2 separate regions of the Mus musculus genome follow, and region 2 is linked to region 1. Evidence: chromatin contacts called from public Hi-C data. All regions are on one chromosome and are shown on one strand. The core of a region is the stretch at or near the end of the contact, and the rest is flanking DNA. Distances in the headings are between cores, read along the strand shown. Region 1 holds the start of Tekt4 (tektin 4). Region 2 holds the start of Sox8 (SRY (sex determining region Y)-box 8).

Region 1 (7,271 bases), core at 2,503-5,002:
GCTGGCTACAAAAGTCAGGTCTTAGAGGCTAGATAGGCCACAACGGGAATTTAGAAGCAGGACCCCAAAACCACTCTCTGCTCCCATACTATCTTCTTCCCAACCCCATAGCACACAGCTCCTGCTGGTCAGCAGTGGAGGTGCCAGAAGATCACTCCCCAAAACTGCTTTTACATCAAATCAGAGAATCTACAGAAGTGTATGGATGTCTGCTTCAGGGTGAGCTGGTCACAGAAGGACTCTTGAAGCCAAGTGGTGACTTAAGCAAAGTGGATAGCAACCCTGGTCCCTGTGGATAAGGGAACCCAAGTCCTAGGCAAGGGATGGGCGTGGCTTGAGTGGGGTCCGAGCACGAGAAGGAGACATGCACAGATGTGAGTAGGTGTATCCTAAGCATGGGATGGGCTCGCTGGTAGGCGTGTCCTGATGTGCTCAAACAAGTGGGCGTGTCCAAAGGCGGGCGAGCCCTGCGCTCCCACCTTTCGAAGGTGGTACTGCAGCTTCTGGAGTGAGTCGTCCAGCTCTTGGCAGCGGCTTGAGAAAGCCGAGTTCACTGCATCGCACTGTAGCCGCAGGTCCTCGGCCGTATCCCGCAAGATGCAGTCAATTAACTTCCGCAGGTTAACCGAGGCTAGCCGCTCGCGCTCGGCTCGAAGCAGGTTGTCGTGATTGAACTTGGCCCACGTCTCGGGCGTGGAAGCACTGAGGGTGGAAGTTGCGGCCTGGTCAGGGTGTAGTCACACAGAGACTCCCGCACTGTCAGCGATCCCCAGTGTACCCCGGATTCCTCCCTCACACCGATATACCGAGGTTCTCCCATGCCTCTAGAGATCCTTTGCTTGCCCTCTACTGGTCACGAGCAGAAACGCTTTCCAGGCCACCCACAGGGCACTAGCCCTGTGTGAATTGTGGGTGCCAGGCACTTGAGTAAGGGGCTTTCCAGTTAGTCCACCCCAACAGCAGACAGAGGTTCCCCAGGAGAGCTGGGCCAGGTTCTCGTGGGGGCAGGAGTCCTTCCTCAGATTTTGGAAGTAGAGCGGAGAGTGGCAGGGACAAACGGGTTACAGAGCCTAGAATCCTACCTCTCCTCGAACTTGCTGGAATGCGGATAGAACTGCACCTGGGTGCTCTCATTGGTGTAGCGGGAGCAGGTATCGTCAATGTTGTAGACTTCCACTTTGTCCGACCAGTTCATCTCACACGACTCCTTATGCTCCCTGTTCAGCCTGGAGGGCATGAGGGGGGGGGGCGGGGTTTAGGGCTCACTGTGTGCCAGGGAGCCCTGGGAAGCAGGCCCCATTTCAGCTCCAGTTTGTGCTCAGACAGCCTTCCATGGCCAGCAGTGCCCAGGTTCCAGAGCAAAAGTGGAGATGGTTGTATTCGCTGAGCAGAGCCTGCATTCCACTAGCTAAGATTTGGAAGCCTTCTGACCTCTCAGCCACAGTGTCAGGTCCCTACCTGTCCTGCCTCCACCTCAGACCAGCCTTGGGGACAGAGTCCAGCCCTCGGGTCCCTCAGGGGCTGCTGTGACCCACCGTATCTGGTCCACGGCTTGTCCTATCGTCCTCTTCAGGAGTTCCTGGATGTTCCTGATCAGCTCGGTTTCCTGGAAATGAGACCGGTCCTCTCTGAGCAACCCTGCTCAGAGACTCGGGGACTCAGCAGGAGCCAAGGTATGGACCTCACCAGCATTGACTTTTTGCCTTAATCTCTGTCCCCCCTCCACCCCCAGAAAAAGGTTCAGCCCTTGTGTGCGACGTTCACTCCGGGTAGTGTTAGCATGTTGCAAGTGAGTGTCTCCTCTAAAGGGTATCTTTTTGCTGTTGGGTCACCTAAGACAGCTGTCCAGACTCTGGGATCATCCCCAAAACTCCCACAGTTTCCTGAGGAGCATACCAGCCTTATATCGAGCTCTATACTGCCTCTGAGGAACTCAAGCCCACGGGACATCAGATGCCCTCTGTCTGCCCACTTCCCACCAAGAATAGGTAGGAAACTCTAAGTTTCCTTTAACCCCAACATTTTCTGGGTGCCAGGATTATCTTGTGCTCAAACCCACCTGGGCCATGATCTCCAGTGTCCAGTGTCCTCGGTCCCTCTCCCATCTCTGCACCCACTGGCCGAAGTGGGCAAGGCCTAGGGGTAGGACAGGAGTTCTCTGGGGCCCCAGCCTGGCGGTTTATTCCCCAGCTCCATCATTCATCCTTGCCCATGGGCCTGAGGCTACCACAGGAGGCGCCAGCTCTGAGGAATTCCCAGTTGTGTGGCACCCAGGCTGAGTGGCCCCATAATCACACAAGACTCCCCAAAGCAAGCTGCGCTGGGGTTTGAGGGAAAGGTACCCGATGAAGGGAGGGGGACGTGGCAGGGTTTGTTTTCGGTTCAGTTTGGGTTTTGGTGTTTGTTTAAGAGTCTCATATGTAGTCCAGGCTGGCCTGGAGCTCGTGTTCCTTCCTCAGTTTCCCTGACACTGGGATTATAGTGTATACTAGGAGAACATTGAAGCTCAGGCTCTGGGGTTCTGGGGCTCTGGGGAGAGAGAGCAGATGCCATGGGCATCCACAAGCCCTCCATACATGCAACACTGGCTGGCCCGGCTTTCTACCCTGAACACCAATAGCACTGCAAGGGGCATGCATGGTGGTACGGGGGAGCCTTTGGCTTAGCCAAAAACAAAACAACCTCAGCCAGAAGAATGTGGCGCACGCCTTTAATCCCAGCACTTGGGAGGCAGAGGCAGGTAAATCTCCTAGTTTGAGGCCAGCTTTGGTCTACAGAGTGAGTTCCAGGACAGACAGAGATACACTGAGAAATCCTGTCTTGGAAAACAGACAAACAAAAAAGCCCAAAGCCCACCACCACCGACAACAAAAATCCCCTCAGAGTCAGACTGAACGTCTTTGAAATCTTATGGGCTGGAAGGAATCCCACAAGAGAGAAAGTTACTTGGATGTGGTAGAAATTCCGCTATCTGAAGGATCAGGAGTCCTGCATAGGCACAGTGCTGTGTGAACCCTAAGGCCCTGTGTTATCTCTATGAGAGCCAGAGCCTGCCTCCCACGCTGAGCCCGAGCCACTGGTTGCACCTTCAGTAGCTCCACCTCCACATAGTCCCGGACAAGGTCTGGGTGCTGGCGGCGTTCTCTGCACTGCAGGTTGTCAGTAGCAATGGAGTAAGGCACGGAGGTGGCATCCAAGGCGCGCTGTAGCCGCAGCTTCTGGGCCATCATCAGGTCCGTCTCGGAAGACAGCTCGTCTATCTCTCGCTGCAGCTCTGACTTCCAGCAATGCATGTCCTCCAGGCGCTCTCCCACCTTTCTTGTGGAGTCAAGTTGTGTGCGCTGGGCCAGTGCCCCAGTCTCGGCTACCAGCTGCCCGCTCTCATGCCGCTGCCGCTCAGAGTAGTCCCGGTCTGCGAAGGCCTGGTGGTAGCGGGCATAAGAGTTCTGAAACCACTCGTCCCTCAGGTATTTGGCTGTGCGGAAGCCAGCGGTGGCCAGACCCGAGGACGTGTAGGCGCCAGTATTGCAGGCCACTTCATATTCTTTGCGCGGAAGCTCACAGACATCTATTGACTGTGGGGCCGGCTCCTTGGTCAGGAGCACGCCCGTTTGGGCCATGGTACCCACTGCCTGGCTAAGCAGGAAGGGAGGCGGAATGAAGAGAGGGTCACTGGGCAATTGTCCAGGCACGATCAATGGAGCAGTACTGGTCACTCTGTCCCAAGCAAGGTTCCTGGTTGCCTAAGGAACATTGTATACACCAACTGCCTCCTGTTGCTGAGCAACAGGGTCACTCAAGGGGGAGGAGCAGAACTGCCCTCTTAAAGGGCCAAGCAGTGTCTGGGAACATAGCTGGGTAAAAGGTAAAAATGTTTGCCTCGCAAGAACATGAGTTTGTTTCCCAGGACACAGGTGGGGGCAGGGGGGGATGGGTGTGGTGGCATATGCTTGCAATCCCTGCACTGGGACGGCAGAAACGGTTAATCTGTGGTGTTCACAGGCCAACCAGCCCAACTGTATTTGACGAGTGAAAGACCTTGTTGAAAATAAGGTTGGCCAGGCATAGTGGCAAATACTTCTAATGCCAGCACTCAGGAGGCAGAGACAAGTGGAGCTCTCTGATTTCAAGGATAGCACGGTCTACGTAGTGAGTTCCAGCTTGGTCTGGGCTATATAGCAGGACCCCCATCTCAAACAAAACCCCCAATAACAACAAAAACAGACAAAACCCCAAAATGGATGGTGCTTGAGAAATGTCCCCTAAGGTTTCCAATGCACACAAATACTCATATGCCCATGTGCGTGCGCATGCACAAGCTCTCTCTCTCTCTCTCTTTCACACACACACACACACAGACACACACACACACACACAGGCAATCCCCAACTCTCAACTCTTCACCACACTGTGATCCGAGCCACAGAGGCTCAGGACTTGTTCCCTGGGACCCTTGGGCTCCAGGGCTGGGGTAGTGAAGGGCCTTGGGGTCCAGGGCTGGGGTAGTGAAGGGCCTTGGGGTCCAGGGCTGGGGTATGAAGGGTCTTGAGGTCCAGGGCTGGGGTAGTGAAGGCTCCAAGGTCCCTGACACCCCTGCCCTCCTCCCTGGCTCCTTGGCTCCTTTTCTGAGATGTTCTTCCATGATCTGGTCCTGAGTGTGGGCTTTGCCCTGCTGGAGGAGGACGGAGGAGGTTCTGCCTACTTAACGACCCCTTTGGGTGATCTGTGGGAGGTGGGGGCCATGGAAATGTGAGCAGGTTCCTCAGCCTGAGAAGTGCCTCTCATCCTCAACATTACCCTAAGCCACCCTAGGACTCCACAACTTGGCCCATTGCGCATGTGGTCTGAACCCCGCATGCAGGCCCAGAGGACCAAACATCCACCCTACCTCAGCCTCCAGGACTCACTTTGGGACCTGAACCCATGAGAGTATCCACAGCCACCCTGACCCCATCTATTCCCAGGGCCACTGTGTAAGGGCCAGCCCCTCTTCTTCTTCCTGTATCCCATAGCTGGACTTAGATCAGAGCCTCCTGGGGATTTGGGTCAGTGTTCTGAAGGGGGTTCACCCACTGAATGTATCTGGAGTCACGTATCCTGATCTGCTCAAAAAGGGGAGGCACTTTCTGTCTGGGCAGTTGTTCCCAGGACACTAGTTAGATAGGAAATCCTGCCATCCAACCTGGGCATTAAGAAACCCTAGTCGATAGCCAGTGTGACCAAGAGAGGGCGACATTGACTGCAGAATGTGCCAGCCACCTATTCCTAGTTCCTGACCATTCTGTGGTCTTCCTCCCTCCCCTCCCACCTGGTCTTCCCCAGAGGCTCCTCACATACTAGGTCCTCTCTGAAAGAAATCCACACCCTTAGCCAGCACAGGGTCTACTGCCACAGCCCCTCAGCCTCTCCTCTCCCCACTGTCCTATCCCGTTTCCCGCCTCGAGAACCTCAGGCTCTCTCTGCTCAGTGCACAGGCTTGGTTTCACCCACACACCTCTGTCCAGGCTGTGCATTCCTCCCCGCCCCCCCCCCGCCCCGACCCTGTGCTGACTCCCTAGCAGTTAGCCCCTCACTCACTTCACACTCCATGTCAATCCTCTGGCAGGAGCCCCTGGCATTCCCACCAGTAGATGCTTTATACATGTGTAATTTGTGGGCAGAAGCCTTGAGAATTCATAACCAGATGGAGCAAGAGCTGCCACTGTTCCTCAAGAGCTAGAAGCCAAGAACCTTTGGGGGCCAGTGTGGGCCTCCCTCTGTCTCCTCTGTGCCTCAGTTTTCCCACATGGTAGTAGGTACAGAGCTACCCAGAGCACACCACAGTTTCTCCTTAGATTCATTCCTGACATGTGGAGCCAGGGACTGCAAAGGAAGAGAACTAGCCTGGGCCCAGTGACTCTACCTGATCTTCACCTGCAGTATTCAAGTACTGGGCACTGCAGGTAGCTGATGCTCCCATGGAACCCCCAGGCTAATGAGGAAGGCCAGGTCTCAATGTAGGTTCCCCTATGTCAAGATAGACTCCAAGGTAGAGCTTTGACCTTAGTCCCCAGCTTGAGGGGCCAAGACTCGCCAGACACCTTCAGGGATGTGTTGAGCCTTTGTCCCTATCATCCACGGCCTCTAGTCTGACCCTTGGTCCAAAGAAAGAGGCATTTGTGCTCTGAAGGTGACAGGGTGCAGTCCCTCCCAGCCTCTCTCCGCCCAACCCTTTCAGAGAGGAACACCAATCATTGCTGCTGAGGCCATCACAACTATACTCAAAGCTGGGGCTAAGTGGGAAACAGTCAGGTAAAGCCACAGTGAGCACAGACTGAATGGGATGTGTGGGCAGAATGGTGGTGCACTACAGGACTGTATGGAGTGGGGTGGGGTCCTCTCTCATGTTGCCCTTCTTCCTACATTGCAGTTACAGTGGGAAAATTGAGTCGGGGCGGGGGGGAAGGGCTTGTGAAAGTTCCCACATCACAGCTGCAGCATGATGGGGCTAGAAGTGCTAGCTCCATGGACTCTGCCTGTGTCCCCAAGAACCAGACCCCACCACACTGGACAGCCCTGCAGGATGCCTGGGAAACAGAGGGGCATCAGGACTGACCAAGAGTACAGCTGTCCCCTGCACAGATTTTTTTTTTTACAAACTCTAGACATCACAAGTGGGACGGACATGGGCAAAAGGGTCCCTTTCTTTTGAGTCTAGCCAGCAGCTCCCCAAGGCCAGAGGAGATTCCCTAGCGCTAGCCCCAATCGGCAAGGTTCTAAATGGGAGGGAAGCCATGCAGTCTCATAGACTCTACCCAGAACAGGCACAGCCTGCAGGCCCCAGGCTGAGACGGGCCCAAGGTCACGCTGACAGGACAGGGCCAACAAAGGAGAGACTGCCATCTGGCCACCTCCTATCCTGCGTGAAGTGACAACCCAAGGAGCCACCCTGGCTGGTGCAGACCCAGTGACAGGAGCAGTGGGAGGCACAGCCACATCTCTCCCCAGGCCAGTGGGACACTTTAATTACAGAAGGATCCAAAGCTCTTAGGCATCCCTGAGCCAAGGCTGCAGCGGGCAACAAGCAGGAAGGAGGAGCCAGCCAAGGACTTCCCGGAAGAAGAATCCTGGAGTCCAAGCATTGAAGAGCAATTTGGATAAAGATAGGAAAGAGCTGTGCAGGATATTAGGGGCGACCCCCTCCTCTGATGACTCCCAGGGCCATTGTGAAAGCCCTGTTTCCCATCCGTCATCAGGCCCTAGAAGATAAGACAACGCAAGAAGATGTGGCG
Region 2 (7,271 bases), core at 2,135-4,634, 99 kb before region 1:
GGAGCATGACCACACACACAACACTGGAGCCAGCGGCATGCAGGGCTACAGATGTGGTGCTGCAGAAAAACTGCTCCTGTAGGTCTGAGGGATGGAGCACGAAGCAGCAGTGAGGGGTGGATAGCGACACCCTATCGATGACAATTCTATTGAGGGACTAGCTCTGATCCCAACTGCAGCTTCCACTGCAGACAATTCTAACAGTATCCCTGAGACCTCCAGATTACCACGGGGGTGGGAGGCAGTGTGCTTGGCCCAATGCCCCAAGCATGTTACTGGGAGGCCAGCCTTCTGGGATTGACAAGTAGACTTTAAAAGCGCCAACTGTCCAATCCCTAGGAGGACCCATGGCCTCTTGGAACCCAGTGGTCAGGGCAGCAGTCTACAGGAGCTCTGCTCTGAGTTCACCCTTCACCACCTCCACATTTGTCTCTTTTAGGCCCGCAATTAAAAATCTCCACGGCTATGCAGGGATGCCCTGCCAACTGCCTGACATACAGCTCTGGATGCAGGGGAAGAGGGAGAAGCAGGCCAAGGCTGAGGGCACACAAGCCAACCTCAGGTTCACAGGCCCACTCCATTACTTTTCCCAGGCTCCAAGACTGGTCCAGGAATGGGCACCTGAACAGAGTTCAGGCAATGATATCTTCACTCTAGAACTGCAAAGCCCACGTGACGATGGGGAAGCCCAGGCGTAGGGAAAAGTCATTTAGACCTGGGTAAAACTAGCAGCAGCCAAGGAGGCAGGTGGGGGCAGGAAGAAAAAAGAGAGAGAAGGAGGAACTGGTCCACACCTGGACAAGGTCCGATGTCCCACAAGGTAAAACAGAGAGGCAGTTTCAATAGCTTCCACTCACGTTTTTAAAGATCTGTAGATTCCTGTGTTATTAAATACCCTGCGCTGTCCGGGACTTCAGGGCCTTTTGCATATGATGCTGCCTACAGGGACTATTGTTTTCTCCTTTTATAGTAGCAGCAGGCTTCAGATCACAGCTAAACCATCACATCCTTCTAAAAGTCTCCTACCCTACTGGGTGCATCTTGAGAAAGGACTAGCTCTTTCCCTGCCCTCAATACTAGGAACTCCAGGTCTGAGACCATGAAGCAGTGTCCTGATGATTTGGTCCTAGGAGGCCCTGACATGATGCTGTATTTGATCAGTCCTAGAGAAGATATGAGCCCACCCTGAATAACGTTCTTTCTAGCAGCTACAGCTCAGGGTCTCTCTGGTGGCTGAGGATGTGAACCAATTGGCTTGAAAGGAGTCTAAAGACCTGGAGGGTGTACTGGTCTTTTAAGATGATCCAACAATGAGCCTGGCATGGGCTTGGAGCACTAACTGTGTGCCCACAGATTGTACTGGGCTCAATTCTGAGCACAGAGCCTGGAAGAGCTCAGGGCACCCCTTGCGTGTCAGTGCTTGTACAGAGCGGAGCTGGATGAGCTCCTGACAACCCATAGTGGTCTATACCTGTATAACAAGGGCTGACTACACCAGGGTCCGCCAGGGCCCTGTCCGGGGGTGCTGGGTGGGGAGGGGGTCACAACAGCCCAAGTGACAGGAAGATACAAACTGTAGGTAGAGCCACCTCCTTTCTTCCATCGTCCGAGCAGTCTGGGGATCAGACGTGAGTATATCCACAATGGGTGAGGACCAGGAAGAGCTGCCCAGAGAACCTGGAATGCCCAATACAAACTCAGGTTTGTGCTTTCTTAGAAACGTGGAGGTCTCTGTTAAGGCCTGCTGGTCTGACAGCATGGGTCCATGGAGGCTCAGAGGGTTGGGACCTGAGACCTTAGGGGTCAGGTCCTGAGAGGATGTAGGCCTGGTCTCCGTTCTCAACTCTGCCGCTAAGCCTTCTTTTGCTGGGATGGATGGTGCACTAGCTAGCAGGGTTCTTTATGCCTCTAAGACAGCTTCTTTCCAAGAGGTGGGACCCTGAGTGGAGGGATCCCCAAGGGAAAGGATTGCCACTGCAGATGTGCAGGGAAGGGCCTTTCTTGGCAGGTAATGGTTAAAATATGGAGAGAGTTCAGCAGGCAATGGCAGCTAGCTCTCCATCGACACAACACACACACACACACACACACACACACACACACACAGTGAGAGAGAGAGAGAGAGACAGACAGAGAGGGAAGAGGGAGGGAGACAGAGAGGAGAGAGAGAGAGAGAGAGAGAGAGAGAGAGAGAGAGAGAGAGAGAGAGAACTAGAATAGAATAAGGTCACCATTAAGGTAGTTTCTCTTCCTTAGCCGTCCCCTCAGCAGGAAGCAGGGACTTGGACCTTCTCCCTCTGTCCAGAGCTGTAGATGCCCTAAGGCCACACTGCACAGGACTGGCCTTTTCCAGGTCTGCAGGGAAAGTCTGATTGGAGGCTGGGATCCCAGACCTGAAGGTTAGGGCACCACTCACGGCTTGGGTGGAGATGGAGATTATTAGAGACCACAGTTCTTCCCTGCAGCCGCCTCCACGGGCTTGGGAAACAGGTGGCTTCCTTTAGGGTTACCGAGCTCTCGAGAGCCACAGCTCTATGCCACCCAGACAAGCTTAGGGTGGCAGGTACATCGCCTCCTTTGAGTTTGGCGAGAGACTCCTAGCTGCACTTGGAGACCTCCGGGCTGGGAGGCAAGTCGCGGGGGCGACCTCGGGCGCGGTTCGGAGTCAGGCTTGGCTCTCGCCTCGGGAGAAACGTCCCCTCTCCGACCCTGAGCACTCTCCGCCTTCTCTCTAGGCGCTGAGGAGAAGCGGCCCAGCGTGGTTTCCGCCTCCGCCAGACCACCCAGGCCCGCCCGCCAGGGCCTCCGCGCCCCCACCACAGGTCATACCCGGAAGGACCCGAGCCCCCGCGTCCGGCCCCTCCATCCGCCTGACCGCCCTCAGGGACTCAGCAGTCACTGCCAGAGCAGCCCCGCCCAGCGCCCCCGCCCTCCCACCTCTGTCTAGCCCCGGGGTCCTCCAGCTCACCTAGGTGCGGGAGTTACCAGGGTCACCTGGTGGCTCTTGTCATTGCGCCACCCTGCGGGCAGAACCCGGGTTTGGTTGCAATAGCGGATTCGAGCCCCACATTGGAGGGAGGGATGTTGGACTCAGGAACCTTGTGGATTAGCATCCTTGCCTGCCGCCCGAAAGTCAAGCCGTGCTGCTGAGATCCATGCACTGGGCAGTCAGTCACCCTTAGCCCTCTGACCCCGCCTCAGCCGAGGGATCAGGCTGCGGGGCGCCTGGCCCACGTGGTACGGAGGGTGGAGCGGGGTCGCAAGGCTTCTTTGGATTCGGGGCGGGGCATACAAGCTCCGCCTGGGGAGGACCTGCCAACCCGGACCGGGAGGGGCGGGGTTTCGACCACGGCTTAAAGAAACTTGTTGCGGGTCCCAGAACTGAGACTGAGCTACTGCGGCGGAGGAGCTGCTGCTGGGCCCCTGCGGTGAGGACAAAGATTGGGTCCTGCGTGGCAACCTTGGATTCTAGAGTGTCCTTCCACAGAGTGACCGGGCGCGACCCCTGCGTCCATCCCCACTGAGTGCCCCTCCGCGCGTGGCCCCGATGCTGGACATGAGTGAGGCCCGCGCCCAGCCTCCCTGCAGCCCGTCTGGCACCGCTAGCTCCATGTCACACGTGGAGGATTCGGACTCCGACGCGCCACCGTCGCCCGCGGGATCAGAGGGCCTGGGCCGCGCGGGGGGCGGCGGCCGAGGGGATACTGCTGAGGCAGCAGACGAACGCTTCCCAGCCTGCATCCGTGATGCCGTGTCGCAGGTGCTTAAGGGTTATGACTGGAGTCTGGTGCCTATGCCTGTGCGCGGCGGCGGTGGCGGCACGCTCAAGGCCAAGCCACACGTGAAGCGGCCCATGAATGCCTTCATGGTGTGGGCACAGGCGGCGCGCCGCAAGCTGGCGGACCAGTACCCGCATCTCCATAACGCAGAGCTCAGCAAGACCCTAGGCAAGCTGTGGCGGTGAGTGTGGGGACTCTTGACACTCAGGCTGAGGAAAGGAGTGACTTCGTGCCCCAGCTTGGGCTGTGCTCCTGGGCTGGTTCCAGGGTGGGTCTGGTCAACAGAGACACCAGGTGTGGGACTTTGGAGATGGACGGAGGCCAGTGCCTGGAGTGTGACCCTCCAGTCCTTTCTCCTCTCCTGGGATATCCTGCTGAGAACTGCAGAACTGGGGATCCTAGCATCGAGTGGCCACCACGGCCTGTAGGCATATTGGGTAGGCATCAAGCTGCTTTGTCCTGGGCAGAAGCTGGGACTCCGGGGTCCATGAGGAGTCCAAGTCCTCTGGCAGGTACTGCTCCCAGGCCACAGGAACCTGGAATTGGGGAAGGAAAGAGCAGGTGAAAGTGACAGGCTCAATGAGCACTTTGGCCTGAGAAAGGCAGGCATTATTGAAGACAGCTGCACAGTCCCACCTCCCAAGCTGCCTCTATTCGAGTTTGAAACAGTGTGTAGTAGTGATACTGGGCTGAGCAGGACAGCCAGGTTGTCTTGCCCTCTCAGCTTGGCCGGCAAGTTGAGGTTCAAGGTCGAGAGATTCTCAGGGTGTGTGTGTGTGTGCTCTGAGGACAATCTCCCGGAGTTTCTCCATCACTCCTGGCAACTTGGGATGGCTGGTTTCCAGAAAGCCTTCCTTGCCTTTGTCGAAGTATAGTTTTCACTGGGTCCTGTTGTCTTTCTTGAGAGAGATTGGTGGTGGTGGTGGTAGCGGCGGCGGTGGTAGCAGTGGTGGGTGACTGGATGAGCAAATAGTGCTGGAAAGGGGGACTTCGGGAAAGATGGAGAATTGGGGTCTTGGTCCTTAGACCACACTGTTGGGCTCTGCCCCACTGGTGTCGGAGTTCTCAGCAGGAGGGCAGGTTACCCCTTGGAGGGTATCCTGAGCTCTCCAGCACCCTATCCTGTGCTCCAACTGTCTGACTGCAGGCAGCAGTGTTTGCTGGCGCTGCCTAGGTCCTTGGCAAGTCTGGAGCTCCGTGGGCATCCTCGCTCTACTGTGTTTTCTGTAGCTTGCTGAGTGAAAGCGAGAAGAGGCCGTTTGTGGAGGAGGCCGAGAGGCTCCGTGTGCAGCACAAGAAAGACCACCCAGATTACAAATACCAGCCAAGGCGAAGGAAGAGTGTGAAGACTGGCCGGAGCGACTCAGACTCTGGTACTGAACTGGGCCACCACCCTGGTGGTCCCATGTACAAAGCTGATGCAGTGCTCGGCGAGGCACACCATCACAGTGACCACCACACAGGTGGGCTCCAGGACCCTTAGCATGGGGGACGGGCAATAGCAGGACTGATCTGGAGTGTGGGTAGGTCTTCCCTCCATGGTTGGCAGTCTGAGGAGGGCTGGGTCTTCCCCGATCCCTTGTAAAAAAAAAAAAAAAAAAAAAAAAAAAAAAACCTCTGGATGTAGCTATTTCTTATGTACAAAAGGAGGGAGCTGCCTAGCTCCATCTAGCACTCTGGAGATGTCTACCGTCACCGGGACTTACTCACAATCTGCCTCCACTCTACAGTAACAACAGCGTGGGTCAATAGCCCCAGCCTCAGAATCAGGCTGGTGGGTGGGGTCCCAGCAGCTAAGCAGCCGAAGTGAAGCTGGAGGCAGGCCGGCTGTGAGCTTCCGTTTACTGGGCTGTGGTGGGGAAAGAACGGGGTTGTGTGGGTTCGCCTTGGTCCAGTGCCCAGGGCCAAGCATTCCAAAAGTGCCCCATTAATGCTAGTTCTGGTGGGGCCGGCTGGCCACCTTCCATCCCCCCACCCAGGTCTTCAGGGAGGAGCCTTGGGTCTTCCCACAGCACAGTGCCAAACGGAATTTTCTCAGCCAGTAAGTGAGGGCTAGGTCTGAGTTTGCAGGAATTTCTGGGAAGGTAAGGAAACAAAAAGCCGTTGATTTGTACCTGTGGCAGTTACCAGGGTTCCTGGTGTCACCCACCAGCTCCACCCTGGTCCCACAGAAGGAGCATTCATCCTTGCAATATACTTTCTTCCTCAGGCCAGACCCATGGGCCACCCACCCCACCCACTACCCCCAAGACGGACCTGCACCAGGCGAGCAATGGAAGCAAGCAAGAGCTAAGGCTGGAAGGGCGCCGCCTAGTGGACAGCGGGCGCCAGAACATCGACTTCAGCAATGTGGACATCTCCGAGCTCAGCAGCGAGGTTATCAGTAACATGGATACCTTCGATGTCCATGAATTTGACCAGTACTTGCCCCTCAATGGCCACTCAGCCCTGCCCACAGAGCCCAGCCAGGCCACTGCCTCTGGCTCCTATGGAGGCGCTTCCTACTCGCACTCCGGGGCAACCGGCATAGGGGCATCCCCTGTGTGGGCCCACAAGGGAGCTCCCTCGGCTTCAGCTTCGCCCACAGAGGCAGGACCCCTTCGGCCACAGATCAAGACGGAGCAGCTGAGTCCTAGCCACTACAACGACCAGTCACATGGCTCACCTGGCCGTGCTGACTATGGCTCTTACAGTGCCCAGGCCAGCGTCACCACAGCTGCCTCTGCCACGGCTGCCAGCTCCTTCGCCAGCGCACAGTGTGATTACACTGACCTGCAGGCTTCCAACTACTACAGCCCCTACCCTGGCTACCCTCCCAGCCTCTACCAATACCCTTACTTCCATTCATCCCGTCGGCCCTATGCCTCGCCACTGCTCAATGGGCTCTCTATGCCACCCGCACACAGCCCCAGCAGCAACTGGGACCAGCCTGTGTACACCACCCTGACCCGACCCTGAGGCTGCTGCATCCAGGAAGTCTAGCCAGATCTTTGAGTTCTTCCGGAGTGTACTCGGTAGAGGTTGGAGGCAGCCAGCACGGCCTTACTCCGTCAAGTGCCTGCTGAATGTGCAGGAAGCCAGGCTTTGTCATCCTGTGTCCCTTTGCTTCTGGATATCCAAACTTCTGCCAGGGGACAGAGCTCTCTTTTCCCCCTCTTCTTTCTCTGAGGTGACTGGTGGTTTCCAAAACAGGCATTCCGTTGCTCTCCGGTTTGGATAAGTGTACACCAGCTCCCGAGTTTTGCATCTCAGTAGATAAGAAGATAGTTATGCCTAAGGACAAAGGAGAGAATGGGCTTCATGTCCTTATCAGCCTACCCAAGACCTCCCTGGGACCAATGGATGCTGTTCCCACGGTGAAAGCATGAAAGGACATCTGTGGATGCTCGAGGATACATCCAACCCGGGGACTCTCTTGGGACCAATGTGAGATTGAGGGGTTTCTCATTACCACCGTTCTTCCCAGCAAGGCTTGGCTGAGATGAACACTTT

Evidence for each region. A called contact is a pair of places that touch in the nucleus more often than the background predicts.
Region 2: a contact with region 1 is called in a Hi-C map of stem cell-derived neural stem cells, with 1.7 times the contacts expected there. The contact joins the promoter of Sox8 here to the promoter of Tekt4 in region 1. A contact is called at or near these places in 6 of 39 promoter capture datasets (3T3-L1-derived adipocytes, cranial neural crest, embryonic stem cells and 3 more), 12 of 484 Hi-C or Micro-C datasets (the HL-1 cell line, the N1E-115 cell line, brain and 8 more), 8 of 115 datasets of contacts at active chromatin or transcription factors (astrocytes, embryonic stem cells, neural progenitor cells and 2 more) and 1 of 9 other capture datasets (adipose tissue).

What each region holds. Positions count from the first base shown.
Region 1 is chr17:25,468,071-25,475,341 of GRCm38.p6, reverse strand. It overlaps Tekt4 (tektin 4), which reads right to left and starts at 3,752. Exons shown (of 6, transcript NM_027951.1): 1 at 3,087-3,752; 2 at 1,536-1,606; 3 at 1,083-1,226; 4 at 480-702. The coding sequence starts at 3,620.
Region 2 is chr17:25,566,799-25,574,069 of GRCm38.p6, reverse strand. Sox8 (SRY (sex determining region Y)-box 8) reads left to right here and starts at 3,384. Exons shown (of 3, transcript NM_011447.3): 1 at 3,384-3,960; 2 at 5,010-5,242; 3 at 5,989-7,271. The coding sequence starts at 3,548. The coding sequence ends at 6,737. Cerox1 (cytoplasmic endogenous regulator of oxidative phosphorylation 1) reads right to left here and starts at 3,259. Exons shown (of 2, transcript NR_045176.1): 1 at 2,969-3,259; 2 at 1-84.